Regions from separate parts of the Sus scrofa genome. Here region 1 is linked to region 2. A link is a contact called in public Hi-C data. All regions are on one chromosome and are shown on one strand. Each heading gives the region's core, a stretch centred on a gene start, on an enhancer-like site or on the middle of the called end of the contact. The rest is flanking DNA. Distances are from core to core; before and after follow the strand shown.

Region 1 (3,224 bases), core at 414-2,913, 79 kb after region 2:
CCCTGCTTATCCCAGTTTACTTTGCTAATGATTCTTGTGAGGACTGTTACAGGACCGCTTTGAAGGGTTTTTATTGATTTATTTATTTTGGGGTGTGTATGTGTGTTCTATAAAGATGTTGTGTGTTTCATGTTAGGCTTATGCCCTAGAAATTTATCTTTCCATTGCTCTTACAATGGGTTCTTCTCTCTCATTATGTTTTCTAGCTGGATATTGTGTGTATGCAAGGAGGCTATAATTCAGTGTCATTAATTTCCTATCTTGCTATCTTACTGAATACTCATTATTGTCTGTATTCATCTTAGCATGTATTTTCTTGGGTTTTCTAGTTGTATTTGCATATCATTTGCAGAAAGATCATTTACCTCTTCCTTAGGGTACAAACATTTTTAAAGCTTTGTGTTACCTACTGACAAACCTCTTCTTTTAAGAAATATGTTACCAGTTTATACTCTGCCTGGAAGTGTTTCACCATACCCTTGCCGGTACTGGGTACTAACATTTTAAAATTCTCTGCCAATTTATTACAACCTTCATTCATTAAGAGAACATTCATGTGCCAGGTGCCATGTAGGAGGCTGAGGACCTGGCAGGGAACAGACAAACCTTAGCCCCCTGGGAGTCCATAGTCTGGGAGGAGATGAGGCTTAAGTTTCTTTTTATCCCCAACTTTATTGAGCTATAGTTGAGAAAAACTATGTTTTTAGGTTGCATATGTGATTTTTTTTTAAGGTGATGACTTAATATACATATACATTGTGAAATGATCACCACAATCAAGTTAATTAACACATCTAGCAACTCACATGCCTTTTTTTTTGACTGCCCAGTAGCATATGAAGTTCCGAGGCCAAGGATCAGAATCGAGCCACCGTTGCAACCTACGCCGCAGCTACAACAATGCTGGAACCTTTAACCCGCTGTGCTAGGCCAGGGATTGAACCTGCATGTTTGCCCTGCAAAGACCTGCTGTTGATCCCATTGTGTCACAGTGGGAACTCCCTCACATCCCTTTTTAAATTTGTGGTGAGAATACTTAACGATCTATTCTCTTAGCAAATTTAAAGGATACAATACTGTAAACTATAGTCACTAGGCTGAACACTAGATCCTCAGAACTTAATTCTTGTAACTCACAGCTTGTACCCTTTGACCATCTCCCCATTCCCTCCAGCCCATGGCAACCATCCGTCTAGTCTCTGGTTCTACAAATTTGGCTTTTTTAGTGTCTGTGCCTTAGGTGAGATCACATAGTATTTGTCAAGGCTGAAGTTTCTGGAGATTTATAATTCAGACTGCTCCTGTTTTCCTGAGCCCAGCCAACAGCACAAGGCATGGCTGCCCTAGCAGACACCTCACCATGGGCCCAGGGAACTTGAGCAGTTAGTAAAATCCATCACCCTAACCCCTTCCGTAGAGTCCTTGTAATAAGCCCTCTGGGTGGCTTCCCTGATGGCCTCCATAGCCTGGGCAGTGCCAGGAGCAAGGGGAGGAGTTGGGTAGGTGCTGAGACCTTTCCCCAGAGCTGAGACTCAGTAAAATGGATGAAAGGATGGACGGAGGCGTCTGCTCTCCCCTTGAAAGCCCTGCCCGCCCCTGCCCCCAAGTGCAGTGAACAACCCTGGCAGCCCATTTGCAGAGGGTGTTGCTCATTGACATGGATGGACTCTGCCCGGGCCTCGCTGGTGGCTCCCCTCCCTGGACAGGCGGTCATGGACTTGGTCCACTGGCCTCACCCCCTGCTTTTCCTTCATCTCAGCCTGGTAGGGTCCCCAGCCATGGCCCTCTCCATGCAGCTGCCCAGCCCTGCATCCTGGCAGCCTTTTTAACTCTCAAAACCCCTCACTCACCCATGTTCCCAGCTCTGTCACTTCCTGCCGTGTGATCCTGGGCTGGCTGACTTCCCTCTCCGAGTTGGTTTCTATCTGCACCTCACAGGAGTCTGCATCAGAAGTGCACAGCAAGTGGCACAGGGAGGGCTCCATAAACATGTGTTTATTGAACAAGGGAGTGAAAGAATCAATGTGCTTCCCCCAGGCATGTGGTTAGGACGGGGGGCTGGGGGGGGGTGTCATCAGGTGCAGTCTTGGTTGGAGAAGCAACCACTTCACGCCCCACCCCCCACTGATTCCCACCCGAGGGGGCAGGCCTAGGGGTCTGCACCAGGCCGTGCTGAGGATGAGCTGGGTGGGCAGCCTGGTTGCACTCAGCCTGCACCCCCCAGCCTCTTCAGGCGTCTGGACCTTTGTGGCCCCATCCCAGTGTCCTTGCACAGTAGGGTACATGGGGCAGGGGTGAAAGACACACCCAGCCCAGCCCCTGGCCCCAGGTGCCTGGTCCTCAAGAGAGAGGAAATTTCCTTCTCTCGTGATTTATTTTCCACATCCCTGACTCTGAACGCCAGGCTGGCTGCTGTTTACCTTGGCTGAGCCTCCCCTTCTCCCCGGGCCAGCCTCGTGTAAACAGCATGTTCCTTCTCTCAGCTCTGCTAGTGTTGAGGTGGCCTTTTGCAACCAATTCTAGGAATTTTGAAAGTCTGTAGGCCTAAGTTCAGGGCCAGCCCCCCAGGGTGTGAGCAGCCCCTTGGCCTCTGTTGGTCTGGGCTTGCTCCCTGAGGGGGCTTCACGCTGGTGCCCCACAGAGCTGGCCCGTGGGGGCTGCCCCAGCAGGGTCCCCTCTGCTTTCACTCACTCCTCTCCACACACTGATCTATGGGGGCCCTAGTCTTCCCTTATTCACACCCTCAAGGTCAGACCCCCCCCCCCCCCCCGGCAATGACACACACTCTCTCAGGAACAGAGGCAGGCCCCCATGGGCTGGTGGCAGGAGGGCTTATTCTCGGGGCCTGTGGTCAGGGCCAAGGGAACAAGCACAGCGGGGACTGGCTGGGGCAAGGAGAGATGCGGAGTCCCCATGCCTGGCTTGGCCAGGGGCTGCCTCACTCACCCGTGAGGCCTGAGGCAAGGACACCTGGTTTCCTTGTACGAGAAACGGGCTGTCAATCCCATAGTGACGAGGGAGCTGCAAGGGGGAATCGTGTTCCTTTTGCTCATTGCCGTGTCTACATGGATTTGATAGCGTGTCACAGCCACCCCAGTGACTCAACACTCTGTGTGTCTCTCCTTCTCCACGCAGATCTGGGACATGAGCGACGATGAGACCGTCTGACAACACCCCCCGAGAGGCTGACCCCTCCCTGGCTGCCCCACAGGGCTCTCAGTGGC
Region 2 (3,085 bases), core at 181-2,680:
CGCAGGGTGTGCTATGGAAATTGTCTTATTTGGTCCTTATCCTGAGGTAACTGACAGTATTCCCATTTTAAAGATGAGGAAGTTGAGGATCAGAGCAATGTAGTGAGTGATCAGGTCTAAAATACAGCTGTAGGATCCAATGGTAAGGGGGTACCCAATGAGCTACAAGCAGGCATGGAGCAGAGGCCTCTCCTGACACTGAGCCCTGTGGGTGAGTTGCATGTAGATTGCGGAAGACCTAGGATGGAGGAGCTGTGACCCAGAGTCTGAGGAGACACAGGCGTTTTTACCCCCTCCCTGAATTACTCTTACTCAGTCTTTGTCATTTAAGATGCAGATGATCCCCTTCTTCTCAAGCCATCTGCATAGGATAGGTTCTCAGTGCTTTCTGAGTTAGGGTTGTAGACCCTTGCCTCCTACTCCAGTCTGACTGTTCTCCACCCAAGCCTCCACAGCCAGTGGTCCCCATTGGTGACACACACAGTTTCTCAGGGACTTGCAGAGGCTCAGCTTGGCTCCAGGATCAGATCAACTCCTCATCAAGGCAGTGCTAGACAGCTTGTGTAGACCGGCTGCAGCCTGCCTCCCAAGTCACTGGTCCTGGCCACCCTGGACTTGACACACTTTCCGCTCACCCCTCTGCTTTTATTGTCCTCACCTGGCAAATGTGGATTCATCCTTTCCCGAAGAGTTTCAGCCAGCACTTGTCAGCCTGAATCATAATTATTTGTTAGCTTCTTGAAAATAAGAATGTCCTAATCATCTTTGTATCCTCTGAACCTCGCGCAATACCCGGCACATATGCACCACTTACTTTGAACATTTTTGGAAGAATGAATGAACATTTGACTCTTTGACCAGGAAATAAAGATGGAGGATCGAGGACATAGGAAATATAGATCTCCTCTTCAAACCGTAACCTCACCGTGAATAGAACCTCTCATTTCTATTCAGTTTGCATTGATCAGATGGAATTGCTGGTATTAGAAATGCAGGTGCTTCCCCAGCATCTTGCATGTTTTGGTCTTCTTTTTTTTTTTTAATGAGAACTCAAAAAGTGGGTCACAGCTGTCTTTTTAGATAACTCCTTTCGGATTAAACTCTCCAAGATTACTCACTGTATTAGACTCTTTTGGTTGAAAACTAGACACTAACTCAAAGAGATTTAAGCAAACATGGGGATTTATATGTTCAAGTAATTGAAAAATTCATGGATAGTTCTAGCCTTAGGCACTACTAGATCCAAGTGTTCAAGAAATGTCAATAATGACCTTCCTGCCATGTGCCATTGCCTGGCTTTTCTCTGCATTGCCTCTTTCTTGGCAGGCTCTCTCCTCACAATAGCAAGTTGGCACTGGTGGCCCAGGCTAAGCGACTCCGATGGGAAGGGAGCTTTGTTCCCAGTGGCACTAGCCAATGTCCTGCTCTGCTGGTCACTAGTCACCCAGTCACAGTGGTGGGGGCAGCCAAGTAACCCTCACTGGTCAGATCTCTGGGATGTGTTCCCATCGTCAGTGGTAAATTGGGTAAACAACCCTCCTAAATCACATGACCTGAGAGTCAGGGAGAGATTGGTAAGAAATCAGAGAGCTGGTATGACTTTCATGGGATAATGATACAGCAGACCGAGCGATCAGCATGAGAGATGGACACTATGGCTGCCTTTCCTTTCTTTTTTGTTGCTAATATTTGTCTTATTAACAAGCCCTAAATGGTGTGATGGACCCCAAGCAGGTGGCTTGTCTTCTCCTTTTTCTGTAAAGATCCATCCCCCAGGATGGTTCAAAACAGCCAGTTTATTGCTTTCTTTGACTTTTCACCCTAGTCTGGTGATGTGTCCAGCAGCTCCGGTATTGGGGTTGGAGGCTTGGAATGACAAATAAACACAACAGTTTTTCATCATGACTTGTGTTTCTTGATAAGGTCAAGAAATACTTAAATTCCCAGTGGTTTTCATATTGGAATCCTGCCACAAGTTCTCTGATACTATATACTATATATAGATTTAAATACTTTTTCAGGAATATCCTTTCTTTTTGCAGTTAACCAGTGATTTCTCATACTCAGTGTCTTTCTGATACTCAGCTCTGACTGCCACATGTCACTGGAATCAAGACATAAAATAGGAACATTTGGAGATATTCTTACATGGGGAGTGAAAAACAGAACATCTTAGGACTTTGGTCCTTTTTTTGTTACTTCCACCTGATAACTTGTTTTTTTCCTGCCACTCTTCATATTCTAATTTCCTGGCATGCTTTCCATCTCAATTTGGTTGCCACCTAGTGAGTATTTTTTGAGCTCCTACTGCCTACCCAGGATGGAAATTATAATGCTTTGAGTACCTGTTTTCTGTTAAGTACATCAATAGGCCTTTTTGGTACATCATCCCATTTATTTTTTTATAGCCACCCTTTGTGAAATGGGTATCATTGTCACTACTTAAAAGATGTAGAAGTTAAGGTTAAGAGAGGATAAATAATTTGCCAATGTTTTAGAACTGGTAGAAGACCTGAGATTCAGTTCCAAGTTTGATAGCCTTCACAGTTAATTGTACAAGAATTAGACTAGGAGCACTAACAGACTGGAAAAGTGTAAGATTAAATTTCTGAGCTAAGGTCAAAGGAATAAGACTAATGCATTTGAAACAGTCAGAGTACATTCAAGATAGGATAATTTCTTTTAAAAATTTTTTAATGATAGTTTATTTACAATGTTCTGTCAATTTCTGCTGTATAGCAAAGTGACCCAGTCACACACACACATATATATATTCTTTTTCTCGCATTATCCTCCATCATGTTCCATCACAAGTGGTTAGATATAGTTCCTTGTGGCATACTGCAGGATCTCATTGCTTATCCACTGCACGTGCAATAGTTGATAAGCGCAGGTCGCAGTAGGAGCCCTTCATTATACATGTGATCTGAAAAGACAGTGGCCAAGGATAGATTTTTATCTGTACCGTCCTTAGCCATCTTCCCCTCAGTTAAATTCAGTGTAGTTCAGTTCAGCTGCAGCTTTCTGGGTGCCTGGTAACTGGCAGCCTGTGTGTGAAGCTCTGTGCATTCATTGCCTGCTAAAT

What was found. Hi-C and Micro-C count contacts between places; a contact is called where the count stands out from the background.
Region 1: a contact with region 2 is called in a Hi-C map of liver, with 6 times the contacts expected there. The contact joins two enhancer-like sites. A contact is called at or near these places in 1 of 5 promoter capture datasets (liver), 5 of 47 Hi-C or Micro-C datasets (liver, retroperitoneal adipose tissue and skeletal muscle) and 2 of 2 datasets of contacts at active chromatin or transcription factors (alveolar macrophages and skeletal muscle).

Annotation. Positions count from the first base shown.
Region 1 is chr13:67,693,643-67,696,866 of Sscrofa11.1, forward strand. ATG7 (autophagy related 7) reads left to right here. Exons shown (of 20, transcript NM_001190285.1): 20 at 3,136-3,224. The coding sequence ends at 3,168. Among named protein-coding and RNA genes, the nearest start is that of VGLL4, 180 kb to the right of the region's middle. Within about 2 kb of position 1,664, at least 12 of the 83 cell types and tissues checked have an H3K27ac peak or open chromatin away from gene starts, as enhancers often do. A contact at or near this core is called in liver, where this site is marked.
Region 2 is chr13:67,614,456-67,617,540 of Sscrofa11.1, forward strand. The region is part of intron 19 of ATG7 (autophagy related 7); the gene reads left to right. Among named protein-coding and RNA genes, the nearest start is that of ATG7, 200 kb to the left of the region's middle. Within about 2 kb of position 1,431, at least 3 of the 83 cell types and tissues checked have an H3K27ac peak or open chromatin away from gene starts, as enhancers often do. A contact at or near this core is called in liver, where this site is marked.